2 separate regions of the Rattus norvegicus genome follow, and region 2 is linked to region 1. The links are chromatin contacts, called in public Hi-C maps. All regions are on one chromosome and are shown on one strand. The core of a region is the stretch at or near the end of the contact, and the rest is flanking DNA. Distances in the headings are between cores, read along the strand shown.

What was found. Hi-C and Micro-C count contacts between places; a contact is called where the count stands out from the background.
Region 2: a contact with region 1 is called in a Hi-C map of the A7r5 cell line, with 3 times the contacts expected there. The contact joins the enhancer-like site here to the promoter of Nfil3 in region 1. A contact is called at or near these places in 2 of 12 Hi-C or Micro-C datasets (the A7r5 cell line and kidney).

Annotation. Positions count from the first base shown.
Region 1 is chr17:12,430,362-12,436,138 of GRCr8, forward strand. Nfil3 (nuclear factor, interleukin 3 regulated) reads left to right here and starts at 2,015. Exons shown (of 2, transcript NM_053727.2): 1 at 2,015-2,145. LOC108353155 (a long non-coding RNA gene) reads right to left here and starts at 1,726. Exons shown (of 2, transcript XR_005495436.2): 1 at 1-1,726.
Region 2 is chr17:12,540,694-12,546,581 of GRCr8, forward strand. The region is part of intron 6 of Auh (AU RNA binding methylglutaconyl-CoA hydratase); the gene reads left to right. LOC134482816 (a long non-coding RNA gene) reads left to right here. Exons shown (of 2, transcript XR_010059387.1): 2 at 1-5,888. Among named protein-coding and RNA genes, the nearest start is that of Auh, 62 kb to the left of the region's middle. Within about 2 kb of position 2,413, at least 18 of the 93 cell types and tissues checked have an H3K27ac peak or open chromatin away from gene starts, as enhancers often do. A contact at or near this core is called in the A7r5 cell line, where this site is marked.

The DNA of each region.
Region 1 (5,777 bases), core at 765-3,264:
TGCAGGCAATACACTCGTATGCATAAAATAAAAATAAATAGAACTTTTAAAAAAATAAAAATGAAAGGTACTAGATGGTCAATAAACACAGTACGGTGGGAGGTAGGAAGCTTTTCCATTGGCCATGGCCACCAAATAAGTGGTGTGGTCATCAAAGGGTGCACAGCAAATGAAATTTTTCCACAGAGAAATTTAGAAGTCTGGGTCCCAATGCAGAGACACAGAGCTGAAGACTTGTCATTAGCCTGTCACTCGTCCCTGTGACGGTCCTTCCAGCCATATCCACAAGACTTCAATTTTCCATCTCTAGAGTCCAGCCAGATAAGTCCTGGACCAACTCATTCATTCAGCCAGCCAGTCATTTGGTCATTCATCCAGTCATCCAGTCAGTCAGTCAGTCAGTCAGTCTGTCAGTCAGTCAGTCGGCCATAAACAGTCTCACGTGGCCGGGGCTGACATTATAGCTGAAAATGACTTTGAATTTCTGATCTTGCTGCCTGTACCCTCTGAGTGCTCGGATGACAGACACGCACCATTGTGTCTGTTTCATATGCTTCTGGGAGTTGGACCCAGGCCTTCACGACTGATAGGCAAGCGCCTTACCAACTGAGTCACAATTAGCCCAGTGCTTTACATATTTTTAAATATATTACATTTATTATTTATATTTTTTATGATGCATTACGTGTGTGCATCCACTCAAACCCACACCATGGTTGGTGCACATATGGAGGTCACAGGGACAACTTTAAGGTCTCAGTTGTCCCCTTCCACCATTTGAATCCTAGAGCTCAAACACAGGTGTCAGGCTTGGTGGCAAGTTCCTTTTCCCACTAAGCCATCTCATTGTAAAAGAAAATCAATCCCTTGCCAACATGGAAAAGCAGAATCTTTCTCTCTCTCTCTCTCTCTCTCTCTCTCTCTCTCTCTCTCTCTCTCACACACACACACACACACACACACACACTTACACACATACACACACACTTACACACATACATACACACTCACACACACTCACACACATGCACACTCTCACACACACACACAAACCCACTCACACACACACTTACACTCACATACATGCACACACACACACTCACACACATACATACACACTCACGCACACACTCACATACACTCACACACTCTCTCTCTCTCTCTCTCACACACACACACACACACACACACACACACACACACAGGTATTTTTAATGTCAACTTTTGAAAACTCGGAGCCATGGCCCCCCTGATCTGATACGGTAACGGTGGTGTCAGAGTCCACAGGTGGCTCACCTTCTGAACCCCCATAAAGTACTAGGTGTATATATCAAGGTCCAAGGCAAGAGCCTCTGGACGCCAGGCTAAAGTCGTGTAACCAGGGTTAGACCTGGGCTCGATGCCCAACGCTGTGAAAGGAAAACCCCTCGGATGCCTAGGTCAGAGTACTCTAGACCCTCTGGCTGGACACGCCCTGAAACTTTTCTCAGAAAGAGCCACATTCTCACCACGCTCTCCTCTCACACCCCTTACATTGGCTGCTCAGAGAGTGCTTCAGAGGTGTATAAGCACAAAAGTGATCACCTCTCCTTGGCTCCTGCATCCAAACCCAATTCCAGCTCTGAAACGAACCAGCCGCTCTGAGTAAGAACGTTTTGAGCTTGACTGCCGTACTTCAGTTAGAGCCCTCCAGCCTTTTCCTATTCAGGAGACCCTACTTACAGCCTGTTCTGGAATTAGCACACTGGCGACCTGGGGAAGGTTCTCCCGTCCCAGGTTTATCTTTCGATTTTCTTCTAGTTCGACTAATTGCAAGCACTTGCCCACTAGGTGGACCCCCAGGGTATAACACCAGACACATCATCCCCCAGGTCCTGAAGACTGAACCTCCAACACTTTGTTGAGCTGCATTTTTAAAGCAGCAGACGGCGCTAACGAGTTGTTTTCCAAGTTGATATCAGAGACATCTTTCACACTTCCTCTGATTTCCAAGTTAGATGGCAAATGACGGAAGCACGAATGTGGTGGAGGCTCAGTGTGGACTGCCCCCCGGGAATGAAGACAGGCATCAGATTTCAAAATTCAGTCGAAAGAACAGCTTCGTGGGTCACAGCCATCCGTTCGTTCCTCCGCTGGCAACCTTGGGTGAGTCAGGCAAGTTCAGTTGGCTTTTTGTGAAAAAAAAAACGTTACTCCTCGATTCTACCTACTCAGGGATCCTATGACATCATTAAATTCCAGAAAAGTGGAACTGATTAACCAAGTCAAGACTCGTTTACATCAAGGCAGTGAGTTCCTCGGAAAAACAAAAACAAAGCAAAAAGTGGAAAGGGGCGGTGTGTTTCCTGAACTGGTCAGGAACCCGCCAAAGGAGATTTACCATATATTGCCTATCTGTGCTGTGGGGGCTTTATTTGGTTACGGGGTATTTTACCAGCTAGACCTCATCGTTAATGCCCTGTGAAGGCGTCCAAAAGTCCAACGGCGAATGGTACTTAAGTCAGTGTGCCTCGGAGATTATCTGTGTAGTTACTGTGTGCCTGGGGTAAATGGAAAGGGATCCACTTAGTGAGATGTTCCGGGTGGGGGCCCGCGCACTCGCTCTTTACTTTGGGGTTTGCTTTCTTAAAAAAAAAAAATGAGAAAGGAGGCGGGGGGGGGGTAGAGTGAGGGAGTCATTCGAGCCCAGATCTCACAGTCCGAGCTCAAGGACCTCGCCACCTGCCACATTCCGTATTTGGGCAAGCGCGTGCGTCACTGTCAGGAATATGGCTCCCTTTGCCAAGGCCGGCACTAATTTTACGTGTCTGTAAACGCGGGGAGTGTTTGCCACGTTCCTTTACAATAGCCAACCTGATGACTGACTTAAGAACACGCCGCCAGATGCCTTGTCTCCCGTTTCCTTATGTCTTTTGTACATCCCAGGAATTGGGGGGCGGGGAGGAGAGCTGGCTGGCTGGCTAGCTGGCCTGTTCACTGGAAGCAGAAACGACAGAGAGCTACCAGCTCAAGATGCTTCGGGGAGTGCCCTCTGTGGCTCGCTCAAGCCTGAGCACCGAAGATGGGTGGGCGTCCCAGCCCGGCGCACCGGGGACCGCGGACCCTCAGGTCCTCGGACACCGTCGCCACTTCCCCACGTGGTCGGGGACGCAGACCGACTAGGTCTAGCCTGGTTTCCCAACCGTGTTACGCAACAACTTTGTAGGGGTCGTCTTCGCCCTAATTGTGTCGGGAGCGCTGTTTGGGTTGCCGTTGCGGCGCGAGAGGAGCGGAACATTTCAGTCGTGGCGCTGCACGGCTGCCGCGCCCCTTTCCCGATCTCAGAGGGACCATGGGCACAAGGAGGCCAAGGTCCCTGCCACGCCCGGGTCCCCATAGCCTTCACCCGGAGTTCTATTGGCAACAGGTAGCCCAGCCGGCTGTGACTCTCCGGGAAACAAAAAAAAAGGTGCTGCACAACCGAGCGAGCGCAGCGACCCGGAGGGCGCTGCCAGTAATGGGCAAAGGGGTCCTGGGCTCCTCCCAGTTGTGCCCTGGTTGCTCCGCGGTGCGTCCCGTTGCGCAACAGAGCTCTCGGAGTGGGTCCCCACGGACAGAGGGTAGCAGCTGCGGCCGCGGCCAGAGAAGGACGCGGACTGGCGGTGGCGCCGCGGCGGAGAAGACGGGGCGGGGCGGGGCGGGGCGGTGGGGAGCCCGCCCCTGTCGGCGCGGCCAGTGGCGGCGGGCCGGGGGCGGGCGCGGGCGCGGCGATTGGGGCGGCGGCCGCCCGTCACGGCGGGGCTGGCGGGCGGCGACGTAGCGCGGCGCTCGGAACTGACCTACTAACACACATCTCTCGGCGCGGCCACGGCGCCCGCGGACCCGGCGCGCCCGCCCGTCTCCCGCGCCGCGCCCTCGCCACCACCCGCTGAGGGCCGGGTGGAGCTCGAATCGCGTCTCGGAGCCGCCAGCCCGGTACCAGCTGCCCTTTCTTTTCTCCTCACGGACTAGGGAGCAGAACCACGGTAAGCGCTCCGCCCACCGGCGGCCCGGGGGGCCCAGCTCCGATCCGTGCCCGCTCTTGGAGCGCGCGGCCGGCTGGCGTGGGGCGCGGGACGCGTGCGGGCGCGGCGCAGGGCTGGCGGGAGGCGGCGAGTGTGCGCGGGGCATGCATTACATAAACTTTTGCTGCCTTGGCAGGAGGGGGACTCGCCACCTTAAGGTAGCTGCTTTGATTGCAGCGCCCTGGCGCCCGCACGTAGCCGGGGCTGCCGCGGGCTCCCTCCTCCTCCCCGCTATTGCATAATGTCTCCGGATTTCAGGAAAATTGATGTTTCGGTGGCGAAGAGCGCGCCGGGGAGGCGGAGTGGAGGCCGATCCTTTTAGCAGCCTGACGTGCCCTGCTCTCCGGGGTCTCTCCGCGCTAGTCCCCAATCCGGGCCGGCCAGTGGGAGGGTTGAGTCTTGGGGAGCCGTCTTGATTTGCTTAGGAGGGTTGGGAGTGCGAACGGTGACGGCAATCGGAGGTGCCTGCGCGGCGTTTGTTTGTGTCAGGCGCTGTGTCGGCACCGACGTTTTCCAACCCGTTTGTCGTCACCGTGTTTTACGAGCCCTCGGGAAGGTGGAGGGATGTGTCCTTTCTTACGTTGCATAATGGGCTAGCGGTGAAACGTGGGCACCGAGGACGAGCTGATGTGAGAATGTGCGCCTATGTGTGCAATGATTTGGTCATTTTAGCGCAGCGTTTGGTGCCTCTGTATCGTCCCAAATAAGCATATTTTAAAAACGAGTCTATGAAATTCATTATTAAGAAAGGAGAAATCCTAGTGTTGGACACTAATGCGCGCGGGAGGGCGAGTTGGGGGGGGGGGCTCCTTAAATGTTCCGAGGTGTTATTTTTAAAACCCGGAGGAGCCATTGTGACGTTTGCCTCCCCACTTTTCCCAACCGTTTCATCAGCTTTTTTTTTCTTCTCACCTTATCGTCATTGGCTTTTTTTTTTTTTTTAATAAAGACACCACAAGACAAATCATTAATAGATTCCTGGAAATGTGAGGTTACGTAACTGCCGAATTTGCTGGCTGTTGAGCATAGAAAGGGAGCTAATTACGTGATTTTATAATCTTGCCACAAAGAAAGTAGGGCAATCTCAGCGTTTAAGAATGTCACAATCAACAGGGGTTTTGTTGGTTCTTTTAAAGGATATTTTAAGCCGGAAAGTGACGACCAACTAAGCTTTGACATAGCTCGTGCTTGCCAAATGGGTGTCTTTTACCCTAAATGAAATGTACGTCTTTCTAAATTTAGCCCCATCACATTTTAACAATCCTGGCCTCGGTGCTATTTCTGGTTTCTCCAGGGCTGTGTGCAAATACGAGCTCAAGGCCATTTGCTGTAGTTTTAACTCCACGCCTTCCAAGACCTCTGATAAGACTGTATTTTTAGGAAGGCATTTCGCAGCGCCCAGTGACTGCTGGTGAACGCGGGGGCCCCATTTATCATTTTAAAGGACACTTAGGAGGAACTGCTACGTTCAGAGGCCAACAGGGAATGGACAAGTGTCACCTTCTCTGGCTCTTGTAAATAACAACAGCTAATGAGGTCAGAAGTATTTATTTCATATCACAATTACCTCCATATCAGATATGAGTTATGGGAAAGTATATATAGGATAGTCGATTGTATTTTTGCCTGTAATAACCTAGTTTTATTCTTGGAGATAGATGGATATCCAGATGTTAAATTTCTTCTCGGACTCTTAGTGTAATGATGTGTGAATATAGGTATTAAATAGTGTCG
Region 2 (5,888 bases), core at 1,163-3,662, 110 kb after region 1:
TGTATGTATGAATGAATGTATGCATGCATGCATGCATGCATGCATGCAGATCTGTTTTACATGGCCCTGTGAGGATACTGTGAGTTTATGTGAGGACAAACTCGAGTGTTAGCAGGTAGAGGCAGCAGTCGTTTAGCGCGTTTTATCTGTCCCCCTCTGGCCTTACTTGTCTGATAAACCATTACTCCCGTGCACGCATCAGGAGGTGTGGTTCTTGTAGGACAGCCCACATGGCCCACTTTATTCTGGTCAATGGGAGCTTTTCCAAACAAGCCTTGGTGGGTGCAGCTTATCAGAGCGCGCTCCCCCCCCCCCCGCCATCTCCTTCTCTCCGAGAGGGGAGAGAGAGAGAGAAAGAGAGAGAGAGAGAGCGAGCCATAGGTAGCTGTCAAGTGTTTCCTCCGTTGCTCGTATCCCTCGTATTTGTGATTTAGGGCAGTCTCTTGAACCTGGAGCTGAGCAGTCGGCCGTGCTGGCTTGCGGTCAGCTGCTCCACAGACCGGCTTGTCTCAGCATCCAATGCTGTTGGTTACAGCTGTGGCCGCCATGGCCACTTTCATGTGGGAGCTGGGGATCTGAACTCAGGTCCTCGTGCTCTCGTGCAGCAAGCACTGCCCCACTGAGCCCTGCCCAGCCCTTCTCTCGAGTTTCCTAAGCTCTTTTCCTTTTTCTTCATCTTACCACCATTTTAAGACAAGGTCAAGATGTATTACTGTGAATTTGTATTAGAATTGTTGAGAATAGGCTGATTGCCACTCTGGGTTTTACTCTATTCTCAGTTTTCATAAACTCCAGCATAAAGGTTTTACTAATTCCTCATGGCCTTGCAGCAGAGTACCTTGGTCTCGTGTCCATTGGCACTGAGATCAGAGTCTCAGACATCCTGCTCCCCTGAGAAGCCATCTTGTCTCTGCTGCTCTGAGGGTCTGAGCCGTGCTCCTGGGGCACTCACATAGAAATGGAGGTTGGGTGGGGGGTGGCGGCGTCCATACCAGTGTGGCGCTTGTTACGTTTGCGTGCTCAGTACTGCTTGAAAGGAATCAAATGATTTCTCTGAAGTTTGTATTTATCAGGACTTTTACCAGGCAGTGCCTGGGAATTCCGATGTGCGGTGGTGGAACGTGTGCTGGGGATGTGGGCCGCGTGTACCTGTGCTGTCTGTTCTCTGTCTCCCTAGTAGTTTGCTTGCTTGTGAGTAGTTATGGCTCCCTGCCCTGCAGGACCCTGCGATTCTCATCCTGGAAACTTGAAGGACCTTTTCCCCGGCTGTGAGAAACTTAGATGCACAGGCTGATTCCTTCCTGCCTCAGTTGGACCTTGCTTGCCCTGGGAGAAAGGAGCAGGCCAAGACCATAAAGCTCAGCTGCACCTGGCTAGCCCTTCAACCCCTCAGAGCGAAGAACGAACGCTAGAGGGGCAGCTCGGCCCTGAAGAGCACCCACTGCTCTCCCAGGAGGACCCAGCGTGTACACGGGGCAGCTCACAGCCCTCCGTGACTCCAGGAGGGGATTCCATTCCGTCTTCGGGTGTTTGAGGGCACCTGGACAATGTGTCGCATCCACAGACACAGAACGACTTTTTTTTTATGATGAATATTCAGGAACTGTTTGTATTTGCGCTTGCCTAAATTTCAAGTGGGTAAAAAGCATCAGTCAGAAGCGTCAAAGACGGTTTTATAAAGGCTGCCCGTGGAATTTTTATAAGTCAGTGACTGCTCTGAGTCAGGCGGCCCCCACCCAGTGCTTGCCATTTGGAGTGCTAATTATTATTATTATTTTGCTGATTTGCCTCATGAATGTGCACACATGCGCACTAATTCTGGTTCCATGCAAACATTCCATGACAGCCCTTTCTGTGTGTGACTTTAAGGTACCATTTCTAGCCCCAGTTAAAACTGTAGAACCTTGCTGTTCACTTGAGCTGTGGTTTGGCTGGCTTTAGCCGTTGTCACTTACTACGCTAATTAACAGCCACACCTCCAGCACCTTAGAGCTAGCGGACAGCATCCTCTTCTCCTGAAGCCCTTGGAGCCCAGGCTACAGGCACGCAGGGAAGGGTCTTGCTGACCAGGCCTCCGTTTTGAATCTCTGGGCCTGCTCTGTAAGTTTGAGTCACTGCCCACAGAGTTTGTGACCTTGTCCCTGTCTGGAAAGAGTGTCTGTGGCAAGGCTCTTCTCACGGGTGTAAGGCTCCTTAGGGTGCAGGCCTGCTTGAGGCTTGCGACAAGATTCTTCATCATTTCTGGTGTTTTCCTGAGGCTGTCCAAAAATCTTCTAAGTAAACACTTCACATCAATCAACCAGAATTATTGTCTTCTTGGTCGCTAGCGGCTGTGTGTGTGTGTGTGTGTAGGGGCTTGGGGGAGGGACTGGTGGTTGAGTGTGCTCGCTGTTCTGCCCTGGAGGGTGCTGAGTCAGTGCGTGGAAAGTAATGTGATCACTTGACCCCGGGACTGTGCTTTCTCTTGTAACAGTGTCCAACCCAGGGTCCAGGACAGCTGTGGATGCAGCCCAGCACAAAATTGTACTGAGGGTTTCTGTGTGATTATTTTCCTCCTTGTAATTTGATTTAATGGCTCTGGAGAATAAAATTTATAGACTTTGCGGATGTCAAAGGGATGGGCACACCTGCTAGAATGTTCCGTGCTGACTAATTCTTAGTGGATTTCCCCTTGGTCTTTTGAGACAAGGTCTGGGAGACAGATGTGTATCTACTAAGTACTTTTCTGAGTACCAAACATGTAACAGACTTTCATATGTAGGCTAGAAACACAGCTCACTCATCAAGGAGGGCAAAACTGCTTTGGCTGTGTTTTAGGAAGCAGACACATGCGCAGAAGAGATTGCATGCTACCTGGTGATCATTGGGGTGATTGAAAGTGAGCATGGAAGACAGGCGTGTTGGACAGATTACTGTTATGGTGGCTGTATGGACAGACACAGTGGGTGTGTGGACAGCAGTGTTTCACTGGGAGTGTGGACAGCAGTGTTTCACTGGGAGTGTGGACAGCAGTGTTACACTGGGAGTGTGGACAGACACTTACAACGGGAGTGCTGGAAGGAACCTGGTAGTCTCAAGTGGATGTTCTAAGATTGTTGGATTCTCTTCCCATTTCTGCTCTTATCAGGAGGCCCAGGAAGATCCTTCTCAGCTTTGAAGTGTCCTTCCCCATGGCCTCCTGGGGCCCTGGAGCAGTGTGGAATGAGTTTGGACTTGCAGTCGGCGTAGGCTGGAGTTTTAAAAGTGCACGAGGGTATAAGTTCGCATCTGCATTTCCCTACAAAAGTCTGAGCCTATGGACCATGAACTTGCTAAACCTGGCTGTGCTTTGTTTGTGCAGACGTCTGTTTTAGCTGTTGCCCTATACACAAGGAATCTGGGGCAGCACCGGCCTTTACAATAACATAGCTGCTTTGGAAGCTGCTTCTGTGTTTCCTCATTTAGCACCAAAAACATTTGACACCCAATACGTGCAAACACTTATGTAATGCACGCAGGAAAGTCTGGGAATCGCAGAAAGTTAATGCATGTCGGGGAGCGCGCATTGCTTTATGGAAAGGCTGATAGAATGCGATTATTCACCAACCATATATGTTTACTAAAGTCATTATCATAAGCAAGGCCTATTAAATGCTCTCCTATGCTCTCCACTAAGTGTCTGATGACTGTTTATTTTTGTCGGTGTGAATATTAAAGAAAAGCTAAGCAGAAGCAATCTTAATATCTTGTTGATTACGTTCCAGAATAAAAACGGCAGAACATTAAGCCTGCACGCCATTTGCTATAATTACTCCGAGTGGGATGTTGCTGGAGCTGTCAGGCTGTGATTGAGGCTCACTGATGGTTGGCACCAGCTGCGTGCATTAATTGTCTGCAGCAAGCGCACCCCACATTCACTCGCCATTTGGAGACACACGCTTTCCTGTTCACCGCGCTGTAAAGCATCTCACGAATGAGTGAGGAGGGACGCCGCCTGCTCCCAGATTTAGCTGTCACCTCCTGTCCACAGAGTCCATTCACTCAGCCCCACACAGCTCTGTGGATGTGAGCTCCCTGTGCGGCCAAGCATCTGGAGGGGCACTGGGGTTTATTTCGGAGACCTTCGGCAGCCTGTTTCTGATAAGGTTTAGGGGCTCTGACCGTTTAACTCTTCCTAGGCACAGGGATTCTAACATCACATTAGACGTTTTAATAAGGCAGTCCGACAGTGAAGCGCCTGTTTTCTTTTCCACTCAGCTTCCAAGTGGGCTTTTCCATAGATATTTAATCCTTGCAAAATGTCGGTATTTCCAGAAGCACCGAGACACATCCATTTTCGTTAAATGATGACTCCCAGTTTGCAAGTTCATTCGGACTGTGCCCAGGTGTTTGTGTGGGTGAGTCACTGTGGCGTTTGATGGGCAGGTACCTCATAGAGCGGCATGCAGGTTGTGCCATTCTGTCGGGTACAGCTCTAACGCTTATTTACCACAGGCGGAACCGAGCAAAGATTCCAAGTGTTCATTTATACTTTCTGCCTAATGGGATGTCTGTTTTAAATCGTAAGGCAACCCAAATAACGTGACTGTGGCTTCCCAGTGCTTATGCTGGGAAGTATCTCAGGGTTATTGTCTGGTGACTCCTGAAGCTCCCTAGCTGCTGTTTGGAGCCCGAACCTGTCATGTCTCCTGAAAGCAGTTTCCCTAGGGCACAGAGCCCAACTGAGTCCTCACACTGGCAAAGAGCCAGGTGTGCACGTGTGAGTGAGTGTGTGCTCCTCTGTCTTGGCCCCTGGACCTTCCAGTGGGAGGCGCAGTGTTGGCAGAGGTCTGCTGGGTGCTGTGAAACTCCCATGAGCTCTGTCACTTCAGAAGCCCCTCCTCGGTTCTGAGGGCCTTCCATAAGTCCTCTTTTCCTTGGGCTAAGCAAAGTCAATCGTAGTTGCTCAAACACCTTTGAAAGAATGTAATTGGTTTAAGAAGTGTGTGCTGGGTTGGGGATTTAGCTCAGTGGTAGAGCGCTTGCCTAGGAAGCGCAAGGCCCTGGGTTCGGTCCCCAGCTCCGAAAAAAAGAACCAAAAAAAAAAAAAAAAAGATTTAAAAAAGAAGTATGTGCTTCCCAAAGCCGGAGTGTGATGTATGTACCTATAATCCTGATACCCAGGCTGCACACACTGTGAGTTCCGGGCCGGCCTGAGCTACCTAGCCAGACTCTGCTTCGTTTTACATTGTACTTATTTTATTGTTGTTTGAGGTATTCAGGAATGCATACGTATAAATGCGTACGTGTCCATCAATTTCCCTCCCTCCCAATTCTTCCCCTGCCACCAACATTTTTCTCTCCCAACATCATATCCTCTTTTAGTGTAAAAAACCTACTAAGCACACTGTTTAGACGTGTGTGGGTGTGGGGATGTCATCTGCCGGAGCCTGGGCAGCTTCTCCTGAAGAGAGTGGACTTCTCCCAGCAGCCAGCAGTTGCCAGTAGCTCCTCAGCTGGGGGAGGGGCATCATGAGCCCCTCCCCTTCCATGTTGGGATTCTGGCTGGCTTGGACTGAAACACAGACCGTGTCCCAAAACACACAAAGCCACGGACCATCCTTTCAGAGTCTAATACCAACCAAGTCTTGATTTTATCGCACATGGTCTCCTGGCAGACGTGATGGCCTGGTGCTGCCCCGGGGCCTGGTCTTCCAGCCAGGTGCTCACCGCCATGCTCTGTAGCTTGGGTTTGGAGGTTGGTTTTGTGAGGTCTGCCTAGTGCTGTCTCCCAGCGCCTCAGTATGAGAAGCTACAGCAGGTCCCCAAATCTGAGCTGCGTTTGGTGAGCAGGCAGGCAAACTCTCAGAGCAGGGCTTACCCTGAATTCTTATGTAGTGAAATATCATTCAAATAAGCCCAGCGTCCTG